Linked DNA regions of Rattus norvegicus: region 2 is linked to region 1. A link is a contact called in public Hi-C data. All regions are on one chromosome and are shown on one strand. The core of a region is the stretch at or near the end of the contact, and the rest is flanking DNA. Distances in the headings are between cores, read along the strand shown.

Evidence for each region. Hi-C and Micro-C count contacts between places; a contact is called where the count stands out from the background.
Region 2: a Hi-C map of kidney shows a contact between it and region 1, with 2.9 times the contacts expected there. The contact joins the enhancer-like site here to the promoter of Aldh1a2 in region 1. A contact is called at or near these places in 5 of 12 Hi-C or Micro-C datasets (the Rat2 cell line, Schwann cells, frontal cortex and 2 more).

Annotation. Positions count from the first base shown.
Region 1 is chr8:80,755,068-80,761,236 of GRCr8, forward strand. It overlaps Aldh1a2 (aldehyde dehydrogenase 1 family, member A2), which reads left to right and starts at 3,574. Exons shown (of 14, transcript NM_053896.2): 1 at 3,574-3,699. The coding sequence starts at 3,583.
Region 2 is chr8:80,897,174-80,903,489 of GRCr8, forward strand. No RefSeq gene overlaps it. Among named protein-coding and RNA genes, the nearest start is that of Polr2m, 120 kb to the right of the region's middle. Within about 2 kb of position 2,833, at least 2 of the 93 cell types and tissues checked have an H3K27ac peak or open chromatin away from gene starts, as enhancers often do. A contact at or near this core is called in kidney, where this site is marked.

The DNA.
Region 1 (6,169 bases), core at 2,324-4,823:
CATATCAGTTAGAAAAGGTAGGCTGTCAGCGTGGTTAGTGATGGAAAGTGGAAGCCATTAAGCAGGCCATCTGACGCTGAGATGCTTCCAGAACATAGAGGTTTGAAGTCCCAGCTGAGTGTTCATTGAAACAAAGGTACCTTCCTGGAGAGAAATCTTTATGTCCCATTCAGGTTCCTTTGTTGATTTAGAAAGCACATTTCTTTTTTCTTTTTTTTTTTTTCTATTTTTCGGAGCTGGGGCACATTTCTTAATAAATACTTGCATACTCTTAAAATATGCAGCCCAAATTGTTAGGGTTGTATCCCTTAAAGATGACCTTCACATAAAACCCAGGCCTTGAAATTACAGCATTGTGTTCTATGTTTCAGGTGAGGAAATATGAGGCAAGAATTTATTTTTCTCCTCTACAACTCCAGGATATTGGCTCCACTGGGCCTAATAAATTGTTTTCACAAGGAAACAGAGCATTCTGTAGCTTAGGTTACCTGATGCAGGGCGTTTCAAATGAGATGTATCCAAAACAATAAATAATTACAGGTTGGGGGGGTGGGGAGGAGGAACGTTGTAAGGGTGGGAAAAAGACGTCGTAACTAAATCAGGGGCAAAGACCAAAACTTAGAAATAGGAAGATCATTTCCAAAATTATACGTTCTACAGAGGAAATGAGACAGTGACAAAACAAGATAATAAAGAAAAAGGACAAAAGAAAGAAAACATCGAGGAGAGACATGGAGAGGGTCTTCAGCATAGAGGAACGTAAGTGCTGGGAGTCTACAACACGCAGACTGAAGAAGTATTATGGCTGCAACACTCTGTTCCCTGCTACATTTTGTTCCCATCTTGAAGTGAAGCTGTTGATCCAAAGGAGGATATAATCTGGAGTTTAAGATGCAGACGGTTTTCCTATGGAGGAAAGCATCTTACAAATGCTTGAACATAAACATGCATAGCAAACGATGGGACAAGTAAGGAAGCTTACAGCTTCAAAAAAAAAAAAGTGCTCTCTACTTGGAGAAGGTCAGAAGGTCTGTCCACTGTGGGAGTGGACAGCTACAATACTTTTGTCTCGGAACAGCCAATAGGAATGCTTTACAGTGCCTAGTGTTGTTTTAGGGACCGAGAAAGGCAGATGGGAAATAGAAGACTCAGGTCCTGTACTATCACTTCACCGTCTAATTACAAAGTGTTAAGGGAAAGGGGCCACGAGGGAACCATCCAAACCAGCTGTCATTGAGCATGACCTAGGAGATGTCCAGAGATGCTAAGTCAAAATACACACCCTTAACTCCCAAGACAGAACTCAATTTACCTGCACCAAATGTTGATAATGATCCATGCATACTGACTGGTCTTTCAAATTGCAGTTAGCAAGTAAGAGAGGGGTCAAAGGGGCAAACTTTCGGCTTATGCTTTTAGGCAATCCTTCCAGACCATTTTCAGCCTTCCGACACAACACAAGTTTCCCCGTTTGCGTTCTTCCTCAAAGACTTCTAATGGGTTTTCAGTACTTCCATCAAGATCCCCAGAAGCATTTAGGCTCCCACAAGCTGGAGTTAACTGCCTTACCCGCCTTGTGTGCTGCTCCCCCGGTTGCATCTGATACTCCCTGGAACATTCTTGCACAGCTCTAGGGGTTCAGGTGCCTTTGCAGACTCTGCGGCAGTTTTTCTACCTCTACCAGCGAAGTTTCACTTCTCTAGCTACAAGCAGGGCAAAGGTCAGCTTCCCTAGTTACTCAGCCTCGGCTTTAGGTGGAGCACCAAGGTCCTTGCTCCACGTCTGAGAGCTGTCCCTCCTGTAGTCAGTGATCCTATAGATCTATAGGAAAGGTTCTGAGCTTACCCGGGAGCAAGGCTAGATTCATCTAGTTTTAAAGTGACCTCCAGCATTGTGCCCTGCTTGAAAGATGGGGAAAATACCTCTGAACAAAACAAACGAACAACAAAAATAAAACACTCCAAACAAAAACTACAATAACAAGTCGAAGAACAGCAACAAAAACGATTTTCTGGGGCTTTTGCTCTTCCTTCGCCAAATCCTGAGATCACCCTCCCGCCCCCACGGCAAACACACAAACACGCACGCACGCACGCGCGCGCGTTCTCCCTCCTATAAGGGAGGATGAACTTCTAACCCTTTTGTCTCCACCTCCCCGGTGGGGTGCTGGAATTATAGGCATGCATCACTACCCCAGTTCTGTGTGGTGCTGGCAACTGAATCCAGCATTCTAGGCAAGCACTCTACCCACACAGCTACCTCCCCACCAAGTTCTTATTCTCAGTATCTGGTCCTCTACTGTTTAAATAAGAGCGATTCTTGGGAGTATATTCGGTTATTATGACATACTCTTCGGCCATAAATGGTCCCTGTGAATGGAAACCTCTCAGCTGCTCAAATTAAGCTCTATTGTTGCTCTACGATGCAGCCCACTCGGATCACTTTAGGCAGATTCTCAGAGCCTGAAACTGTCTCACAAACTCAATTAAGACAACAGCATTCTGTCTGCGTAGAATTTAAGCACCAATCATTAGGGAATTTTAGTTAATGACCACATCTATAGTAAGCGTTTTGTCGTAAACAACATGCAAAGAAATGATTCTGAGTCAAGGAGTTCTGAAAATGAAGGTAAGAATGAAGCAGTTGCTTGGGAGTTCAGTCTTCCACAGAAAAACGGGTGGAATCTGTGGGTAAAACCGTGAGGCTTTCACAGGGATCGAGGCGGAAAGCCTTATAAGGAGCTGTCTACATGGGGCCCTGACATTAGTCCAGTGACGCTCCCACGCTAAGTGGAGGGAACTGTTCCTGATCAGCGCCCATCTTTACTTAATTGTGAGGCTGCTTGTAGGACGAGAAGGGAATGGAGAGGGAAGCTCAACCCGGAGGTCTGACAGGATGCCCTGAAGAGCAACAGACAATCCCGAGGGTTTATGGTGTGGTTGGGATCAGGAAAAGAAAGGGCTGGGAGGAGAACATCAAGGACTGGAACTAACTACCTAACCCAGGGCAGATGAAGCCCACGGCCTCAGGCACAGCTAGGCCGCGGGGCCGGCAGAGGGCAGCAGTTGGGCTGAGAAGGCTGGCGGGGGCCAGCGCGGCGTCGGCGGTTCCAGAAGGTTCTCCTCCGGAGTGTGGGGAGCATCTATTACCCCACCAGCGGCCACGCGCCCTTCGCGCCACGTGAAAGCCTGGGCGAAGGCTCTCTCGGTCTGCTCCGGACCGCGGGGGTTGGAGGAGAGCGAGTGGAAGGAAGGGCGCATAGCTCGGCAGGGCTGGAGCTCGGGCGCCTCTCCTCCGGGTCGGTCAGCGCTTAAGGCTCGCGGGGCCGCCATCAGCCAGCGCGGTCCGGCCGAGGCGGCGCTCCGGCCGTCGAGGCCCACGGGGGCGCCCGCGGGAGCGTGGGCCGCGGACTTGACCGTGCGGGCGCCGCGCACGGCCGTATGCAAATGTCCTCATGGGCCGGCCCCCCGCGCCTGTGGGCCGCACGTCCAATAAGAAGCGCCCCCCGCTTGACACCTGCCTATATACAGCGAGCGCGCCCCGGCCGCGCAGCGCCCCGCGCACACCCACCCGCGGCCGCCCATGACTTCCAGCGAGATCGCCATGCCCGGCGAGGTGAAGGCCGACCCCGCCGCGCTCATGGCCTCGCTGCAGCTCCTGCCGTCACCCACGCCCAACCTCGAGATCAAGTACACCAAGGTAAAGCCGTCCTGCGGACGCTGCCTAGAAGCGTCCTCTAGATCTCTTCGGTGACCGGGTCCCGGAGGTCGCCTGTCATCCCCGCGCCTCCGCGGGGACCGCGATGCGGGCTTCTGAAGTTCCTCCCTGGCTTGGGGAGAGTCTGAGGGAACCGGTCCCAACCAGAAGGCAATGCGGGGTCCGCCGGGGGCGGCGGACCGTGGGGACTGCCTGGGGGGGTGGGATTTCTCAGAGCAGACCTGGGTCTGGTTCTGGGGATCCCTACGACTCCTTAGAACCGGCTAGGGTCCAGTCCTGAGGTCCCCTAGATGTCCCTAGGGCAGAACGAGGCTTAGTTCTGGGGTCCCTTAGATCTCAGAGCAGACCAGGGTCCGGTTCTGAGATTCCCCAGTTTTATCAGAGCAAATGGAGTTCTGCTCTGGGGTCCCCAAGTCCTGGCTCCAGCTGGCAGGGGTGTTCCTCTGGGCTTCCTCAGCGCATACCGGGGTGCAGTTCTCCCAGTCCCTCGGTCTCAGAGCAGACCAGGGTTCCCCGCCAGGTTGGCGTTGCAGTCCAGTGTCGCCCGGCGGTCCTTCGGATCCAGGGCTGTGCGACCGCGCCGGGTTAGCTTCCCTCAGAGCCCAGTCGCTGAAGGGTTGTCAGGACCCGAGTCCCACAGACTTCGCGGGGACCTGGCGGAGACGCAATAGGTCTAAGTCAGGATTTCCTCCGGATTTTGTAGGCAATGGACATTTTAGAAAAAGGGAAAACAACCGAATTCACGCAAATTAGGGAGCTCACTTTTGCACTGATAAGCCTAATGATTTTTTCCTAACGAATTCTGACATCTTAGTTTGTCAAGCACGAATTATTGTCGTTAAACTGCATTAAAAAGCAATACACGCCCGCTGCCCCATGTAAATTGATCCTCCACCACCACCGTTCTCAGGGGGAAAAAAATATCCACGAGGGAAATTTGTGAAATACATACACAAGGGGATTGAATGTAATAGCAAAGAGGCGACTGTAGCCTTTAAAGCCACACTTCCTGAGAGTTTATTTTAGAATACTCTTGTTTGATTTTCATTCCTACCGCAAACTTTTGCCAGTTAAATGCAGCGCACGCACAAGATACAGCTGGTAAGTGTTCCACCGCGAGCATTAGACGATACGCGAAATGTAGAGAAGTTAAGTTGCTCGCATCTGACAACTGTTAACGTCGAAAGAGAAATGCAAAAACGTCGTTTCTTAATTTTTGTTGCATTGAGTTTCAGAATAAGGATCGGTAGGATTCGTCTTTTTGAATGTGGATTTAGGTGGAGTTAATGTACCTGTTAGCTTTTAGATGGTGTGACAAATTTTTGAAAGCCATTTTAATGAGAGGTCGTTAATGGTTATAGCCCTTTAGGCATTGTTTGCATAACAATAGTGCCAGTGTGTGGCACATCTCGGGGTTTAGGAACAAGCCAGGAAAGCATGCACATAAAAGTTTTGTTTTATGAGGGTCCCTAACCTCTTCAGATGCGCTTTAGAGATCTTAAGAGGCAAGATCCACACGTGATTCCAGAGGGTTTGTTTTACACGTTTGATCAGATTATCCTAACAGCCCCTGAAAGTCTGCAGTAGATATCTTTTTTCAGAATTTCATTTGGAAGCTCCTCCAATTCTGCTTTTCTCTAGCCACCCCCTCTCTTCTCTCTCTTGTTCTACCCCAGTAGGAAAGACAACTGATTTATAGCTAATTGGAGCCTTTAATGTCGAGTCTTTTTAGCTCCATGAAGACTTTTATCCAGTATCCACTTTCCCACTTATTACCAAGAAAAACAATCAGAAATGAAATAATGGATTGTAACTTGATTCTTTAATTTGTGGGGAGGAGGCGCCTTATTTTTTGTCTTGACAAACAACCCTCGTAAATGGTGGAGTAACGCTCATCTACAGGCGAGCTCTTTCACAAAAACTTTGTAAAGTCAGGTATCTGTGAACACTGGAGCAGCTTCTGTGCCCAACTCTTCAGTGAGACTTCTACATTTTCTAAGACAGGAATCATGAAGAACCAGCTCTAGTTCAGTTTATTTAACGGAAAGATCAGTGACTGCTCTTTTGGTAGCCTAAGGTCTTTTTTTTTCTCCACCTCCCTCTTCAAAAGAAAGAGTTGGGAGGTCTTTTAAAAATTCATTCATGATCAAAAACGAGGAGGAATGTATTAACAATTTCAAACAGAAAAATGGACTAGGTAGATAGGCAGTCCTTTAGTGCTATCATATTTGTTAGGAAAAAATTTAAAAGTAGTATGCCTTGGGATCTGTTGAAAAAGAGGAAACAAAACATTTGTATCAAATAAAGTTACTATATGGCAAATAAATTTATCATTAATTCTGTATCATTAAACATGTTCTTATTGAATGATACTGTGACTTTTCTATGTGATCTGACAAGAATATAAACTGATTAATGACCAACATAACTGGTCAGATTATGAAAGTTTAAA
Region 2 (6,316 bases), core at 1,583-4,082, 140 kb after region 1:
ATGAATGATACATCTTTATGACTTCCCATGGTTACCTCTGTAATGAGAGGCGGGGGGTTCAGAGATTAGATACCAAAGCCCCAGAATAACAAGTCTGTTCTTCTGAATATCGCTCCTGAGACCTTGCTGGCCTCTCAGATGATTGCAGAATGATGAATCTATTGATCAGCCTCTTTCTTGGCTTCAAACCTGGGTAAATGAAGATGAGGGGCTGTGTCTCCTTCTAGTTAGGAGTGATCAGTGGTGAGCGATCTCTGTTCAGCCAAAGAAAAGAGGCCTCTAAAAAGACCAGGGACAATACAGGCAGATGAGGTGGTTATAGGCTCTTCCGAGGCCCCTGGGGGTTTATGGTGGCTAGCTTCCCAGACTGGTGTATCTCAGGCCACACCTGGTGGTAGGAAGTTCATTGAGAGTCTGGAGTTTGTATTTACAAAGCTCCTCTGACCTGGTTTAACTGGGTGCTAACCTGATAAAGGGCGTCACAGATAGTCACACTTGTCTTTTTTCTTACTTTTTATGAACTGCTAAAAATACTTCCAAGAGTCCAAATGTAGGTTTCTTCCTTCTACAATTATGGGTTAGGATTTTCTGGTTTTTTACTTGTTTGCCACCCCAATCCCCCCCCCCCCCGCCACACACACTGTAGTGAAATGTTTTAGATGTTTTAAAATCTTTTAGCAGAAGACTGTCAATGACCAAACAGACCTGCTCTTCCACCAAACACTCTGAACTCAAGCTCCATCCCAGGCAAGCCCTGTTAACTTGGCAACCCATTTAACCGTTTCGAGGCTGGCTTCTTGTTTGTGGAGTGTAAGCAATAAAACAGGGTTCTTTCTGTCTGCCTGGAAAACTTGTTAGGCACACCCAAAGAGAAGATCTGTGTGAATACGTTTTGGAAAACAGCGTTTGTGCCATGGTAGTAAACTGCCCAGCCAAGCGTTGGCCCGGAGGGGTCGTTTATGCTACAGAGGAGTCGCATACTAATTCAATCTGCTTATCTATTTTACCCCATGGGTCAATCTGCTTAATTAATTGTTGGTTACTCTGCTAAACTCATTCATACATTCAAGTCCTCCCCACAACCTGAATCGTCGGGTACTCCATTTTACCACTAGAGGGAGCACAGCCTTTTCAATTCCTTTTTCTCAGGAGTATTGATTATGCTGGATGGAGCCTTGGGCGTTCTCACACCACCAGACACTGAAGTAGGTACCAAGTCCCAGAATAACAAGTCTGTTCTTGATTTGAAAATATCTCATAAAAAAAGCAAAAAAGAAAAAGGGAAAAAAGAAAATAAGGAAGGAAGGAAGGAAGAGAAAATGAATCTCTTAATTAAAGTTAAATTAAAAGAGATTCATGAATATTATATAATTATAAATGTATGTGTAATATATACACATACTTCCTAATTCTGTCCACCTAGAAGACCTACAGTTGAATAGCATCCAACATACTTGTCGTGAAAAGCACAGCCAGTATCCAGGTCTTGGTTTTCAAACACCATTATTGATTTTTTTTAAAAGCTAGAATTTCTTCAGGAAAGTGGTTGATCCCAGGATTGGGTGGGAGAAAACACAAAATGTGCCTGGAGCACTGCGAACTAATTGTAAAGTATGTAAGCGCCTCAAACATGTTCTAAAAGAACATTGGGTCCAACTCAAAGGAACTCCCAACAGCCAAAGACGGGATAATCTGAAGAATAAAACACACAGCAGTATTAAAAATGAAGTTAATAATTGTGAACTCAACTCGTATATTAAAAGAGGGAAGAAAAGCAGCTCTTCTTACAACAGGATTCTAGTAACAGAGTAGAAGGAAACAGGAGACAGAACTCACTGCTAGGCGAGACAGCTTTAAGTGTGAATTGCTGGGAGAGCCATCAAGGCTCTCCAATCAGCGGGTGGACACTTGACAGGAATGGAATGGTTGCATGGGGTCCATGTGAGCTCCTAATCAGATGCTCATCTGGGGACCATGCAGGCCTAAGGACGGAGCTCCAGCCTCCAACACTATGTGGAAAAGCCCAGGCATGTGATTCGAGCTTGTAATCCCAGAACAATGTAGAAGGCAGAGGCAGGCAGAGGCCTCATTCACATGGTGACCTCCACTGGTCAGCCAGCCTTGTCCACATGGTGACCTCCACTGGTCAGCCAGCCTTGTCCACATGGTGACCTCCAGGCCAGTAAGAAACCCTGCCCAACAAACAAAACAAAATGAACAGCTTTTGAGGAAAGGTACACACAGTTGACTTTTGTCCTCCATGTGCACACCCACACCCACAGACTATAAGTGCCCACTCACCCACAACCACCACAACCCACACACTGACATACAGACACGTACGTATATGTACAAAAAAGATACTTGTCAATTATAAGTGAGAAAATAGTGCCTTTATGTTGGAAAAAAATTAGATACTATCTTCATAACGTGATGAAAATTAACATCATCATTTATAAGACATATCTAGATATAATTCACTAAGAACACATACATATATAGCATTGTACCAAACAGAGAAAGCCTTAACCTAAACTCAAGGGCTCACCAAAGTAATTTAATTTAATAGACGTGGTAAATGAATGACTAGTATTCTTCAAGGCAACACGAGAGACCGAGGAATTGTCACACCTAGAAGGAACTTCATGGGTTGGGACATCTGACTGGAATGCAGAATTCTAGGCTCTGAGAAAGAATGTTAGTGAGAAAACTGGCAATATTTACACAGGATCTGTAAGTTATTAAGTAGTTTAATATAAACCAGTAACTAGAAAGTCCCTTGGCTTAATCATTAAACTATATTTTCAAGATGTCGGCATTAGAGGAAGCTCGAGGAGCCTACAGGTGCAGTTGTGTGGCTGGCCTCCCACCGAAGTCAACACTCTCTCTAATAGGTAAGCCTACGACCGCTCAGCTCTTCTGTTAATTAATAATCGAAATCTTAAAACAACAAAAAATTCTCCTTAAAGGCTACCACAGACAACTAGAGCATTTTTTTTTTAGAGTAGCTCTGCCCAAAGTCTGTAACGCACAAAAAGTCACACCTATCCCAAATTAAAGGTGGCCGCAGGTGAAACCTTAGGAATTATGAAATATTTGATGGCTGATGAAAAGAAGGAGCTGGTGGGATTGACTGGTGTGGAAAACAAACAAACAAACAAACACTCTCCCAGCGGACAAAGAAACTCAATCACAGAAGCTAATAGAATTGACTTGTGGAAGCAAACTCAGAAGACAGAGTTCCTGTCCAGGTCTGAGTAAGATGGTGATTTCTAAACCAGGAGCTACTGATTGCCAGCGATGTTGGCAAATGTCAACTGGTGGGAAGATGTCACAGGTTGCTTGGACAGAAGAGTCAGAAGTCCTGGCGACCCATTAGGCCTCAGGTCACCCTGGAATGACCATTTCAACTTGGTCTCAACAGTGAAGTCACTTGGACGGCGTCCATGTTTGGTAAAAGAGAGGGGCTGTGACGACAGCTGGGGGAGCTGGCCCTGGAGAGGGAGAAAATGTTCTGAACCCACAAGCATCTGATTAACATTTCAAAGCCTTCCTTCAGGACAGTAACAGTCTTCAGTCACAGAATGGAAGTTCAATCTTCTTGCAAATTAAGAATTGGTGTCTAAAAAAGAAATGCCTCGTGTGTCGTTCACGTGGCCTCACAGGACACACCCTTCTCTTGTCACAAAGCTGGGGCCTGGAAGTACCTAGCTGTCATTTGCCATCACCCCAAGTATTTTAAATGAACCTCGGCATAGAAAGGTTAGGAAATGGAAGACGCTAGAAAGATGTTTGGCATAAAAACAAAATAGAAGATGTGTACAGCTAACTTCATTAGAACAACATCTTCCCCAAGTAAAGTCTAAAGTGTATTTTCAGGCAAGTGTTTTATTGAAACCCAATCAAACTTGTAATTATTTATCTAAGGATGTGTTATGCCAGACACATAGGATTAGTTATAATGACTTGCCTTTTGTTTTGTTTTGTTTTGTTTTGTTTTGTTTGTGATGCAAGGGATCAAACCCTGGGCTTTGTGCATGCCAGGCAAGTGCTCTACCATTGAGCTACACCCCAGCCCAGCTGTGGTAGCTTTCATAAGTCCAAGTTAGCTTCCCTGAACTGCAAGAGAAAAGAATGCTGTCATGCTTGGAATAGGGCCAATGGAGACTAGCCTTCCTTTGTGCGTGTTCTGGAGCAGATGAAGAGAATCTCAGGAAGCAGGGAATAAAATCAGGATCCCGAGAGAAGAAGACCTCGCTCTCAGAGGAAACAGTGAAGCAAGGAGGAGGACTGCTCAGACCTGAAGAAACTCAGGCGTGAGTCCAACTGCTTTCCACACAAGAGATCGAGCAAAGCCTTCAGTGCAGATGTAAAGTCTCTGTAAGAGCTAACACAAAATTGCTAGCCTTCCTAAAGAAAACAATTCTCATGGAATTATTTTTTAAAAAATAGGATATTTAAAAGGAAGAAAGAAAGGAGAGAGAGAGAGAGAGAGAGAGAGAGAGAGAGAGAGAGAGAGAGAGAGAGAGAGAGGAGAGAGAGAGAGAGAAGAGAGGCGAGAGGCTGGAGAGATGCTCAGTCATTAAGGTAACCTCTTCTCTTGAAGAGAACCTAGATTCAGTTCCCAGCACCAGCATGGGTCTGTTACTCTAGCCATGGGTCTGGAGCCCTCTTCTGGCCTCCACAGGCACTGCATTTGGTGGTACAAGACACAGATCCTAGTGAAACACGCATGCACATTTTTTTAAGGAAAAAGAAAAAAACAAAAAAGAAATAAATATGTTAGTGTTTGGAACAAAATGCAAAAACAAATTAAGATTTTATATGCATAGGTCTTTTGCCTACATTTATTTTGTGCACCATATGAGTGCAGTTCCCAGGCAGGCCAGAAGAGGGTGTTATTTCTTCTGGAGGGTAGTCACAGACAGTTGTGAGCCATTATGTGGGTGCTGGGAACCAAACCTGGTCCTCTGCAAGAGCAGCAAGTGTTCTTGACTGCTGAGCCATCTCTCCAATCCCAAAATAGTCATTTTTAACACAAAAGTATTTTCCTTCATATTGGATAATACTAAAAAGTACTTCAGTAGATGCATGTGCATGCACGTGTGTATGGGGGAGGGCACTGGTCAACATCATCTACCTTGTTTTTGAGACAGGGTCCCTCATCATCCTGGGGCTCACCAATTAGGCTAGGCTAGCTGGTCAGTAAGTCCAGGGATCTTTCTGTCTCTGCTTTCCCAGTGCTGAGATTATGAATTCGCAACACTTTGCTTATTTGGTTTTTTTTTAAACTTGGTTTCAGGAAGCAAATTCAAATTTTTGAGCCTGTGTGGTGTGACGATTTGAAGGAGGAATTCCCCACAAATCTTGGACATTTGAATATTTGATCTCCCATTGGTGGGTGTTTGGGGAGAATTAAAGGGCTTCCCTGATGGAGCAAGCATATCACTTTGAATTTTCAAGAAACTCATGCCATTTCAAGTTAGTTCTCTCTGTCTCCTGCTTGTGGTTTGAGAGGTGAGCGCTCAGCTGTTTCTGCAGCTGTGCCTATGCTCCACCGTCATGGACTCTAACCCTTGGGCTCCATAAAGCCTACGTACTTCCTTCTAGAAGCTGCCTTGGTCATATTGTTTTATCATAGTTCCAGAAACGTAAAAACATCCATGTGGCAAGCACCTTAAGGGCTGAGTATGTGTGTATTTTGATACTAGCCTCAGAGCTGGGTATTGACCTTGGACTGGCACAAGAGCTAAGGATCAACAGCTACCCAGGCTCGTTTTACTTCAGAGAGCATCCAGGGTACACAGGGCCCCTGATGTTCTAAAAGCCAGTCGCTTGTGGTCCATCTTGGCTTTGATGACAGCAATTCACTCCTCAGGGCTTCGTTGCACCAGTGAACCGCAGGCTCCGTTCTGAGTGCAGGGCTCAGGGATGATGCAGAATGCACCAGGCCCTGCTCGGCGCTTTCCTTAACAAACGCAGGGGCTTCCGCACTGGCATCTCAGTGGTGGGAGAGGCAAGAGGGACCCCGAGCAGACTCTGCTTTTATACGCCTCGCTCTGACACCCTTGCATATAGAGCGAGGAGCCTACATCCCATCCGGGCTTCATACCAGGAAAATAGCTCCCAGAATCCTCTGCCCAGGCATGCGGTCTTCAGCTCAGAGCGGCCAAAGACAGCTGTATGCTGGGAACATGAGGGCTGGTGATCTGGTGAACCAGAGGCTTTTTGTGATAGAAGATAGCTAGGCAGTGGGCCTTCAGCCAGGGCAACCTCTCCTGGTACCGACTTGTCCTAGCACAGAGCTACAGAGCTT